2 separate regions of the Zea mays genome follow, and region 2 is linked to region 1. The links are chromatin contacts, called in public Hi-C maps. All regions are on one chromosome and are shown on one strand. Each heading gives the region's core, a stretch centred on a gene start, on an enhancer-like site or on the middle of the called end of the contact. The rest is flanking DNA. Distances are from core to core; before and after follow the strand shown.

Region 1 (6,272 bases), core at 2,576-5,075:
AAAAAGGGGGAGATTGAAAGGGAATTAGGCTTACACCTAGTTCCTAAATAATTTTGGTGGTTGAATTGCCCAACACAAATCTTTGGACTAACTAGTTTGCCCAAGTGTATAGATTATACAGGTGTAAAAGGTTCACACTCAGCCAATAAAAAGACCAAGTTTTGGATTCAATAAAGGAGCAAAGGGGCAACCGAGGGCACCCCTGGTCTGGCGCACCGGACTGTCCGGTGCGCCACCGGACAGTGAACAGTACCTGTCCGGTGCACCAGGGGACTCAGACTCAAACTCTTCACCTTCGGGATTTCTCGGAAGCCGGCGCGCTATAATTCACCGGACTGTCCGGTGTGCACCGGACATGTCCGGTGCTCCAAGGAAGCGCGGCCTCCAGAACTCGCCAGCCTCGGGTTCGCGTGGCAGCCGCTCCGCTATAATTCACCGGACTGTCCGGTGTGCACCGGACTGTCCGGTGTGCACCGGACTGTCCGGTGTGCCAGCGGAGCAACGGCTCCCTGCGGCGCCAACGGCTCCCTGCGGAGCATTTAATGCGCGCACAGCGCGCGCAGAAGTCAGAATCGCCCATGCCGGTGCACCGGACATCAAACAGTGCATGTCCGGTGTGCACCGGACACCCAGGCGGGCCCACAAGTCAGAAGCTCCAACGGTCAGAATCCAACGGCAGTGATGACGTGGCAGGGGCACCGGACTGTCCGGTGTGCACCGGACTGTCCGGTGCGCCATCGCGCAGACACCTCCAGCCAACGGTCAAGTTTGGTGGTTGGGGCTATAAATACCCCAACCACCCCACCATTCATTAGCATCCAAGTTTTCCACTTCTCAACTACTACAAGAGCTCTAGCATTCAATTCTAGACACATTCAAAGAGATCAAATCCTCTCCAATTCCACACAAGGGTTTAGTGATTAGCGAGAGAGATTTGCCGTGTTCATTTGAGCTCTTGCGCTTGGATTGCTTCTTTTCTTTCTCACTTGTTCTTGTGATCAAAACTCCATTGTAATCAAGGCAAGAGGCACCAATTGTGTGGTGGCCCTTGCGGGGAAGTTTTGTTCCCGGCTTTGATTTGAGAAGAGAAGCTCACTCGGTCCGAGGGACCGTTTGAGAGAGGGAAGGGTTGAAAAAGACCCGGCCTTTGTGGCCTCCTCAACGGGGAGTAGGTTTGAGAGAACCGAACCTCGGTAAAACAAATCCGTGTGTCACACTTCATTATTTGCTCGCGATTTGTTTTGCGCCCTCTCTCGTAGACTCGTTTATATTCCTAACGCTAACCCGGCTTGTAGTTGTGTTTATATTTGTAAATTCCAGTTTCGCCCTATTCACCCCCCCTCTAGGCGACTATCACTCTCTCTCTCTCTCGCGACGCTTGTAACCCCTACTACAAGCACCCCGGTGCGAGATAACACGAGCCACATTTCCCTCTTGTGTTCCATCTTGCGCCAACCCATCTGGGCAGGGGCACGCAGCGATAAATTCACTGGTCGGCTTGGTTGAGGGTCCCCCGGGGTCCGAAACGCCGATAGATATAAATTTAAATAGAAAAGAATTAAATCCCCTCCTATTCAAATTTAAATAGAAAGAGATTTAATCCTCTCCAATCCTCTCAATTTCCCCACTAAAGTCTAGATATTCTAGGAATGAGTGAGATTGATGTAGATTGAGATATATTAAACGAGAATTTGATCTATTAAGGGCGTGTTTGGCAACAAAGTTTTTCATACTACGGTTTTGAAATACTATGATTTACATTTGTTCATGACAAAAATACTACAGTTTTCAAAACCACGGCAAAACATGGTTTTTTAAAATACCGAGATCTGTTTGGGAGTGAAGGAAATACATCATGTTTGCTGGATACTGTACAGTAGACAGAACTATGACGTTGGGGCTGGGCGGAAGGTATGCGTGAAAAAAGCAGAAGAAAACAGAGGTTTGAGTGGAGTTTCCAAAAGAGAAAATCCCTTCAATGCCATCGAAACTTATATCAATCTCTTAAATGCCATCTAAAATTATACCATTCCTTTAAAGCCATTGATTTATATTTTCCATCCCTTCAACGCCATTGCAGTTACATATCGCCGTTAAATGGTGTACGGGCCCATGTGTCATAGCCTAGCATCCTACTCACGTGCCTCGCTAGAGCTAGCAAGCTGACGATCGCGCGCTGCCTGCAAGCTGCAACGTATCCATCTGCATGCACGAGAGAATGACCAGCTCCAGCTGAACTGAGCTGCCAGGTGCCAATGCCAGCAGGCATGGATCGATCAGACTGCACCAGTACAAACCAAACATCATGTAGTATTTGTACGTACAGTCCCTCCCGTTCCCTTGTTCGATTCTCAGCGCCCCGCTCTTTGACAAATACATGAGACGCGCTTCTTCTAGAGCAGATACGTCTCACGATCCTCTCACGTCGCGTCGCCGCTGCACGCACGCTTCGTCGATCTCATACGCTCGAGCTCGGGGCTCGAGTAGCTGGCCGCCTTTCGGATTCCATGCATGCGCATGCATATTGCAGGTGCAGACAGTCAGCCTCGCGTGTGCCGTACGTCCACCGTCGGCCACAAGGTTACAACACGCACGGGACCGGTCGGCCTACGTGCTCGCTCGGACGCACGCACACTCGATAGGACGGACAACAGGCACAGATGCATGGATGGATGGATGGAGTCGATGATGCAATGTCGGTTCACCGTTTCATGCATGCATGGGCTGATTGCAGGCTGCAGCAGCGCGTATGCAAGGGCAGGCGAGGAGCAGAGCTCGGGTCCTCGCGCGCGACATATGGCTGGGGCTGGGGGGCAGGCAGGCAGGCACCACACGGATCAGGTCACAGCACCCCGCGAAGCACAGGCGCCTGCAGTCCAGTCGTCCAGCGGCATGCAGAGCGAGCAGGCCTCGAGGCCAACGCCGCACGTGGCAGGGTCTTGAGCTCGAGCGCGTCCCCTCGAGGCACTGGACGTCGCCAATGTTGAGGTGTTCGACGAGCCGACGTTGGGAGGTGTCGACGGTGGGCTTGCGAACGGACGTGCAGTGGAAGTATCGGTCTGCCTCGGCTCAGTCCCCGCCGCCGTCGAACAGCCTTGGCTCGCCTCGGCCCGGTCCCCGACGTCGAGCTAAGGTCGACAAGACCGCCACGCACGCTCCAGGCCGGCGGGGGGGCTGCGGTCGGTGCTGCTTCGCCTTCGGCCTTGCTGGTCATGGCAAACAAAGATGATGGGAGGAGGTTAGTGCATGCCATGTGGGTCCAGCTACACCAACAAACGGCGTTGGCCAGCTTTTGACGGCAATGGTAGAGAGGGGAATAAAATCTAAAATTGATGGCATAGAAGGAATGCTATAATTTATAATGGCACATAAAGTATCGATATAATTTTCAGTGGCATAGAGGGAATTAACTCTTTCCAAAACTCTAAAAATACTACAGCTTTAAGTAGACCATGGTATTTGAAACTGTGTTTTATTAGTAGCATCCAAACACGTTTTAATTTTTAATACTACGGTATCATCAAATACTACAGTATTCATTCAAAACTGTAACAAAACTGTGCTCCCAAAAAGAATTTAAACACCCTTGGTACCTCTGAGCCACTCCAATTCAAAAGCATCGAAACTAGGCCTAACCGAACAACCAGCATTCCGCAACGACCCCCAAGCTCAACATCAGCTACCACTCGTGCAGTCACCCTCCCGCTACGACCTACGATCATGACCAAAGGACCGATCGAGCGCGTGCCGCTTCGTCTCGGCTCGTCCCAAGTCCTAACCCTATATAAGCACAGGGTCTGGCTTCCTGCCCCTGCCCCCCTGCCCCACACTTTAGCCCAAGGAGGCCGGCCTCGCCTCGCCTCGCCTCGCTTCATACGCCCGCCCGCCCCTGCCGATCCATCCACCCAATAAAGCGCCTGTACAGATCCAACCCTTAGGATCCGGATCGCCTTACCCCCCCGCGACGATTTGCGCGATTCGATTCGATTCGATTCGATTATCCTCCGATTTTCCCCGTTTTTTGTAGGTTTCCTCTCTTTTTCGATCGGTGTGCTAGGGTTTGGGCGCGCGGAGGCGTCGCATTCCAGGGTAATCATTGGTTCGACGGGCTAGGGTGCTTTCTCACCCGGGGAACGGAAGCGAATCCAGACGATGGAGAAGAAGAAGGTGGCGATACCGCTGGTGTGCCACGGCCACTCGCGGCCGGTGGTGGACCTCTTCTACAGCCCCGTCACACCCGATGGCTACTTCCTCATCAGCGCCAGCAAGGGTAAGCGAATCCTCAACTTCCCTTCCCGTGTGATAGTTCATTTTAGTTTTCTGATTGGCTAGGATTGGCTTGGTGGTTGAGTGATTGTGATGCGATGATCTGCTGTTACTTATATGTGTTTACGAGATATTGGTTAGGATGATGTGTTTGATCGTTATATTTTCAATCTAATTTTATGTGGATGTAAGAATTAGTTGCCAGTGCAATTTGTGCCATGATAGTCTCCTGATGCTTTAAACTATGTAGTTTATTTGGTGTGGGTTCAATGTTTCGTTGGTGTGGGGGCTCAACATTTGTAAACTACATATACTGTAGACGTTGGACATTGTTCTTTTGCTGGTCAAGTAAATACGATTACATACCCATGTTGTTTAAGATAATGGTTTTAGTTGATGGTGTAATTAGGCGAACCATCAAGTAATCTAGATTTTTGGATTTTCATAAAAAGAGTTTTGATTTTTATCAAAACAATATTAATAAGTTGGTTATAATCATTGTTTTTTTAGAAAAGAGCCAATCATTCAAAGATATCTATTATTTTTATTGTATGTTTAAATGGAGTTCAGACTGAAAACATAAGAAAGAAAACATCGGACATGAATCACAGGAAAAAAAGCATCGCAGTCACTTGGATCTGGAAAGCGGAAGACAAAATCATGGAAACCAAGCGGAAAAAAGTCAGACAAAAATAACCAAGCATGAAGTTTGAACGAAAAATCCGAATGGAGGTCTGACTGAAACAGGAACAGAAATGTGGATGACCTGGAACAGAAACACAGATGTCTTACACACAGAATGATCTGGAAAGAAACACAGGACGGTGTATATGAGGAGTCAGAAAAAAGTTACGACAAAACAAACAACAACAAAGCCTTTTATCTCAAGCAAGTTGGGGTAGGCTAGAAAAAAGCTACCATGACAGAATTTCTCTCTTTAATATGAGGTGTAGATATAAGAGCAATTTTCATAGCTTTATTTTTTGAGCACCACCGAGTTACAAGTAGAATGGATGAAAGCAAAATGAAACAGTTGGATATTCATGAATACCATGTTAAAAGCTTGACAAAGAAATAGTTATGGTTAAACAGAAACATGCATGCACATCTCGGTTGTGGACTACTAAAGAACAACCTGGATCCATTGGGACCTTGTTTGGATGTAGTCGGATTCACATAAATCCACATGTGTTGGGTTGGATTATAGTGGAACTTGAACTAAATTCCACCCCAGCACAGGTTGATTGAGGTGAGTCTGACAACATCTAAACAAAGCCTAAGAAGCTAATGCATGGTTTCATATCCGACCCCTATGAAAGGTGAACATATTTTATGCTAACCTTTACCTTACTCCATTTTTTCTTTGAAAGAAGGATGATCTTGTGGTATTTGATTCGAACATTTTCAAGTTGTATTATTAAGTTTTTTTATTTCCACATATATTTTTCTTGAAATATTAGATGCATTCCCTTCTTGTAAGGAATGCTCTATAAAGCATCCTTGCAATAATAAATTCTCTATAGAGGTGTTAGAAATATGAATGATAAAGGTACATCAGATGAAACAATAAGCCAATAATAAATAGCTTGTTGTCCTAGTTGTCAGCAACTAAACATTGTAGGACTAAGCCTCAATTGGGTACCAGCAGTGTATTAATCTCTATCTTGCAGTTTTTCCTGATTTAACTGTGTGCCCATATTGCAAGGCGAATAATGAGAATGGTGAACTTCCTATCTATCGTGTGATCATTAGAGCGATTTAAGTGCTTTGCTAAATGTTATCCACGAAAAGAATATTATATCATAGAATCTGTAGATATTTATGCATTCGAGAAGAGTGAGCAGGTTCTAGGCTAGGTTTCGGTAACGATCTTGGATTGGGATTTTGGGACCAAGTGATAGTCGAAAGGAGTTAGACATCTTATCTGGTTTTACATGGCAAAGGTTATACATTTTTTTATGCTTCATGGCTTCATTACCAAGCTTTGAATGATTTCACACTGTTTG
Region 2 (6,272 bases), core at 954-3,453, 600 kb before region 1:
TGGCTTAAGAAGGGATAACTGCATTTACACACTTAACTGTTCCTCTGGTGGCTGCAGTGGCAGAATGGGCCAATGAAGCTTTAGCAGGAATTGAGAAAGGCGCTCCATTTTCTCTTTGTTTAACACAGAAGCATTTCTCTCAAGTTGCATCAGCATATGGGACTAGTGAACACTATTTATCTAAGGTGTGAATCTAGTATCCTCTAGGACTGAACAATTTCAATTGTTCATGAACCACTTATCTATGTATTGCTAATTCTGGTGTTTGGTGTGTTTCAGCTGGCTGGTGTTATGAAATTGGAATATCGCATTGCCTTGAGGTCGTCGATTAGAAACGATTTTGTTGAAGGTGTGCGTGCTGTTTTAGTTGACAAGGACCAGGCAAGTTATCCATATGATTTTCTGGCTAGTTTGAGAACTCCATTTTCCTAAGGGATTCCTATTTTTCCAAGGGAAAATGAACTAATTTCCCTTGGGAAAATGTAAATCCCTTGGGAAAATGGGGTTCCCAAACTAGCTCTAAATTGTTTCATCCAAGAAGGATAAATCTCATCCTGTCACATTACGTTTCTACATTTATCTCACCCTTTTCCTTATTTGCGGAAAAATACGGAAACAGGATGTGTAGCTGGACGGTGTGTTTCCTGTCTGTTTTTGCAGGATCCTGTTTTTTGGCAGGATAGGCCTTACTAAATCCAGGATAAGCTTTTAGCAGTTATTGTAGCAACTTTAAACACTAGGTCTTTACGATAAATATTAGTTCGAGAATGTAGAAAGTCCTCATGTCAAGAAGCCTGCGACTGCGAGACACTTTAACAAGTCTCCTAACATGTTGAGTAGGCACACTAAGCCACGTCATGATCTTAGTAACCCGTTCTCTTCCTGAGTCTAGGTTTCTCCATTGCATCCTCTTAGATGTCTCTTCCTAGTTCTTCCTGGATCTTCCTCTTCCTGGCCACTCGTGAAGTCTTCCTGAGTTCCGACAAGTTTGAGATCTTTCCAGCACCCTTAATCCACCCATGGCAGCCACACATGCTTGATCTCTCCTGATCAGATAACCAGATGCTTCAACGGAGATGGAGCGTGTGCTGCCATATGTGCCCCTAGGCTACAGCTTCACTCGACCCTTGCCAAACACCTCTTGGCAAGATCCACGGCATTGTCTGTGTTGCTGACATCTATGGCGCAGACCGAGTGGAAGGAACGGGTACTTCCTCAGCGTCACTCTGTCCAGGGCAGTGGTGTCCCGAAACCTATCAGGAACCTGTTGAAACTACTAGGACTGGCTCAACCCAGCGACTAATCAAATCTGCTCTGAAACTGGTGGAGACCAATCCAGCCTGTCCTCCGTGCTAGTTGCAAAATGCAAACTAAGCTATAACCTGGGGAACCTGGTCCATGTCTTGCAAACTGGGCGCAATTGGTGGCAAAACGGTTAAGGGCTTGTTGGGTTATCTCTCAATCCACGTGGATTGAGTGGGATTGGATGAGTTTGAATCCCAAACAAGTCAAACTTCTTTTTAATTTTTTTCAATCCCACTCAATTCATGTGTATTGGGAATAACCGAACAAGGCCTAACTAGATTATACTTTGGTGCAACTCGGTTTGGGGTTTGCTTTATCTCCATAGCTAACTTGATACTACCTCCGTTCTCGAATATTTGTCGTCCGTTAGTTTATTTTTGAACTAAACCGTGACAAATAAAAAAGAATAGAGTGAGTAGTTATTATGTTATGGAAGTATAGGGTGGTCGGCTGCATTTAATTTATTATCCAAGAAGATTAAGTAAAAAGGAATTGGCTTCTCATTGAATTTCCCTATCACTTTGCAGAATCCGAAGTGGAATCCAGCCACTCTGGAAGAAGTAAACATGGCCGAGGTCGAATCAGTTTTCGAGCCATTAGGGGCCGAGGCTGAGTTGAGTGTGTGAAATATGGCCTGCCACACTCAGTTTTCTTATTTGTGCTGCAATAATAATGTATACAAAACAGAAATGCGATGCCCACAGAAACAATAAATGCTGTGTCTTCATGAACTAACTGGAGTGGTTCCATTTTCTCGAAAGGGGCGCGTGGGAATCTAAGGTCTGTTGCTTGCTTTCCTGCCTCTGCCTGCAATATTCCAGCCATGGTACCAGGTGGATGGCCAAATACTCTAGAAGCGTTTGCCCTGGGCACTTGCATGTAGCTTGATGTGAGTAGTGTAAGAACAACCGGGTACGGAAACCGTTGTCTGGCCAGCAGATTTCAAGGCGTGTTTAGACAAGTGTACAACTGACGCGCACAGATGTACGGAGTATATATTATATGAAATATGGCACTAAAACTCTTTTCCCAGGGGCTTTGACGCAGGCCCGGCCGCGGAAAAAGTACGTGCTTTCGTTTTCGCATCCCCTTTTAATTTAGCCGCTGCCGTTTTGTTAAAACAGCATTCCCTGTCCATCCTTTGCATATGGATAATGCGGTGCCGTTGGCTTATCTATACATGTACATGTGGGCCGGCCTGGCCCGGCACGGCACAGGCCCACAAAAGCACGGCCCAGAAATGTACGGCCCACAAAAGCACATATCTAATTATGGGCCGTGCCGTGCCAGCACGTGTGTCCAGTCATCGGCCCACGACACGGCCCACAATTAGTTATGTGTGCCAGGCCGGCCTAAATAGCCCAAAATACCTTAATGTGCCAGACCGGCCCATATACATACAACAGTAATACATCAACAAAAAGTATAATATATATATGACCAAAATAAAACTAAGATGTTTTGTGGATGCACATTATAAACCTTTGGTCAGAAAGAAAAAAATATTACAACTAGCTCACAAATAATATTCAGTTCTCTGTTTAGTGTTTAATTAAGTACTATACATTCATACAGAATACATATACAATGATCATCATCACTATTCACTATCCATATCTAGGTATTGGTTCTCGATGGCTTAATGAAGCTCTAGATTCTCCAAGTTATGCTAGTCATGTGGGCTTTGACGGACCTTAGTTAAATACTGAGTCTATATTTAGTGGGCCTCGGTGTGGCTTAGTTAAATGGGCCGTGCGAGGCCGGCCCGTGGGCTTGACTTGAGGCCCAGGCACGGCCCACAATGTGGGCCGTGCCGGCCCAGACCCACAATTAGGTTGGGCCGTGCCAGATATGGATCGTGCCAGAAATTGTGTGCTTTGGGCCGGCCTATTAGGCACAGCACAAATGTACACCTATAGGCTTATCTCCTTCGCTTGTAACATGGGAAACATGGCCACGTAGAGGGGGTTAATATTTTTGGTATCCTGCTCGTTCTTGGCGATCGGTTACGTTTGCTTAGCCGTCAAGGGTTGGCATTAGCGGTTCATGCTTGCGATCAGTGAGATAGGCTTTTGTTTAGGGCGGATATCTTTTACATTTTAATAGAACACATAGAAAATGTAGGGTTCCTTTGGATTGCGGTGTTTTTTCGTTTTTTCTGTGAAAATAAGCTAATTTCTATAAACTTTCTATACACGATTTCACTAAAATTCCTGCATTTCAAAGGAGCTCATAGCTTTTAATAAAGAGCTAGTCTAAGACAGCACATTTAGACCCTGTCTGAGTCTGACAACTCAGTTCTCTAAACCACATACCATGATTTGTTAATTGTTATAACATAACTAAAGTATTTTTTTATATATAAGTAAAATCGAAGACATGTTTGGCAATAAAATATTTTCGCATTCACAGTTACGGTAGCATCTTGCGCTATTATTGCCTCCGGCAGCCACGAATCCCCTGTCGCGCGGAGCGCCGACCCGATCAGAAACCGTGCGATAATAAAAGAATAATTCGAATTCGAAACCGTGCGTGCACACAGCTCGAAAGCCGAGCAGCGTGCACCACTGGACGTGCGGGCGTGTTAGGGTCTGTTTGGTTGGACTGTGGCTGTGAAAAAAGCTGCTGTGGGCTGTGAGCTGTGAGAAAAGCTGCTGTGGGCTGCGAGCTGTTAAAAAGCTAAAAAGTGTTTGGTGGAAACCACTAAAAGTCGCTAAATGTTTTTCCATATATATTTTCACAGTTCCATCTAAAAGCAGCTAAAAGCAGGTCCAGAGGTGCTTTCAGTTTTGCACTGCAAGAAAGTCGGCTTTTAGAAAAAGCTGCTTTCTAAATCCAGCCCTTTGGTTTGGCTTTTAGCTTTTAGGGGGTAAAAGCCAAAGCCAAAAGCCAAACCAAACACACCCTTAGACAACATAAGGTATCCTCACGAACTCTGTATGCTTCGTATTATTTAGGTGTTCAAAACAGAGTCCTTCGTAGATTTATCACCCTCTCAACCGCGTACAGGAGTATATATACCTCCACGCCCTTTCCCCTCTTACAAGACAAGCATAATCTCTAGTTAATTACGCCACTCAGGCCCGCTAATCCTGACATTAGGCCTAATCACCCTTTGGCTGCGTCTTCTGGGTCCCACCTCGATCGGCCTTGGTTCTCCTTTCTCCAGATCAGCGCATGGTCCACCAGTGGTGCTGACATCCCCTCCTCCTTCAGTAGCAGCTTGACCCCAAGCTAGTGCCATAGGAAAGCGTTGTTTGATAGCCTGTTCATCTTCCCAAGTGGCTAGAGCATCTGGCCAGCCTGACCACTTGATCAGCAATTGTGTGATCACCTTGTTGCCTTTTTGAAACAAGCGAGAGTTTAACACCTCCTCAGGTACATGCAACCCTGTGGACAAATCTGGAACTGAGTCACTGACTGGTGTACGAGCTCCCACTGTCGACTTTAACTGTGAGACATGAAAAACAGGATGAACAGAACAGCCCGCTGGTAATGCAAGTTCATAAGCAACTCTATTCACTTGACGAATAATTTCAAAAGGTCCGAAGAACCGAAATGCAAGTTTTTGAACAGCCCGATCGTCAACTGTTTTCTGACAGTAGGGCTGCAGCTTCAGGAATACTTTGTCTCCCACCGCAAAAACTCTTTCCACCCTCCCTTTATCAGCCTGTCTTTTCATTCGATCTTGGGCGCGTCGTAGATGAAGTTTAACTTGTTGAAGCATAAGTTGTCTAGTCTGCAGCCAAGTTGCTAAATCAGGTACCATGCACTGCTCTGTTGATTCAAGTCCCAATTGAGAAGGCGTGTGACCATAAAGGACCTCAAATGGAGATTTGCCAAGAGATGTATGGTAACTGGTGTTATACCAAAATTCCGCCAGAGATAACCATGAATACCATTGTCGAGGACAGGCATGGACAAAGCACCTGAGATAAGCTTCCACACATGGGTTCACCCGCTCAGTTTGCCCATCGGACTGTGGATGATAAGCACTACTCAAACACAGCTTGGTACCAGCTAGCCGAAATAGTTCTTGCCAAAGTTTACTGGTAAATATAGGATCTCTGTCGGAAACAATAGAAGAAGGTAACCCATGGAGTTTATAGACTTCTGAAAAGTATAACTTGGCTACAGTCAAAGCTGTAAATGGATGAGCCAATGCCAGAAAATGAGCATACTTTGAAAACTTGTCCACCACTACCATGATACAGTTATACCGATGAGATATAGGTAGACCTGAAATAAAATCCATGGTCACCACCTGCCAGGCATGCTCCGGTATAGGTAAGGGTAACAACAAACCAGGATATCGGCTCCTATCTGGTTTTGCTTGTAAACACACAGAACAAGTACTCACGAATTCCTTAATCTGACTTTTCATCCCAGGCCAGCTGAACACAGACTTAATACGTCGATAGGTAACTGGAAAACCGGAGTGACCCCCGACTGCACTGTCATGAAGTGCTGTCATCACTTTCAACTGTAATTCAGAGTCATGTCCCAGCCACACTCTGCCCTTATGTCGAATAATTCCAGCTGTCAACGTGAAAGGTTCCATAGAATGTCCAGTAGCCAGAGATATCAACAACTTCTTGGCTTGTTCATCAGACTCATACCCTTTGACAACCTCAGCCAACCAACTGGGCACAACAGAGAAAGTGGCCAAAGCATGTAGCTGCACAGTTATATCATCACAATGCAGATTTGGTCTCCTTGATAAAGCATCAGCCACCTTGTTCTCTACTCCTTTTTTATAAACAATAGTGAAATTCAATCCCATAAGCTTGGTTAATGCATTTTGCTGCCAAGGAGTAGTTACCCTCTGATCATCCAAATGAATGAGGCTTTGCTGGTCTGTTTTGATGACAAAGGCAGCATGTTGCAGGTAAGGTCTCCAGTGTTCTATTGCAAACAAAATGGCGAGGCATTCCTTCTCATAAGTTGATAGTCCCAGATTTTTTGGT

The links. Hi-C and Micro-C count contacts between places; a contact is called where the count stands out from the background.
Region 2: a Hi-C map of ear shows a contact between it and region 1, with 2.6 times the contacts expected there. The contact joins the enhancer-like site here to the promoter of LOC100274502 in region 1. A contact is called at or near these places in 2 of 25 Hi-C or Micro-C datasets (ear and tassel).

What each region holds. Positions count from the first base shown.
Region 1 is chr9:92,195,775-92,202,046 of Zm-B73-REFERENCE-NAM-5.0, reverse strand. It overlaps LOC100274502, which reads left to right and starts at 3,825. Exons shown (of 7, transcript NM_001148860.1): 1 at 3,825-4,270. The coding sequence starts at 4,153.
Region 2 is chr9:92,790,747-92,797,018 of Zm-B73-REFERENCE-NAM-5.0, reverse strand. LOC100272777 reads left to right here. Exons shown (of 10, transcript NM_001147230.1): 8 at 58-185; 9 at 280-381; 10 at 1,833-2,322. The coding sequence ends at 1,931. Among protein-coding and RNA genes, the nearest start is that of LOC100272777, 15 kb to the left of the region's middle. Within about 2 kb of position 2,203, at least 14 of the 20 cell types and tissues checked have an H3K27ac peak or open chromatin away from gene starts, as enhancers often do. A contact at or near this core is called in ear and tassel, where this site is marked.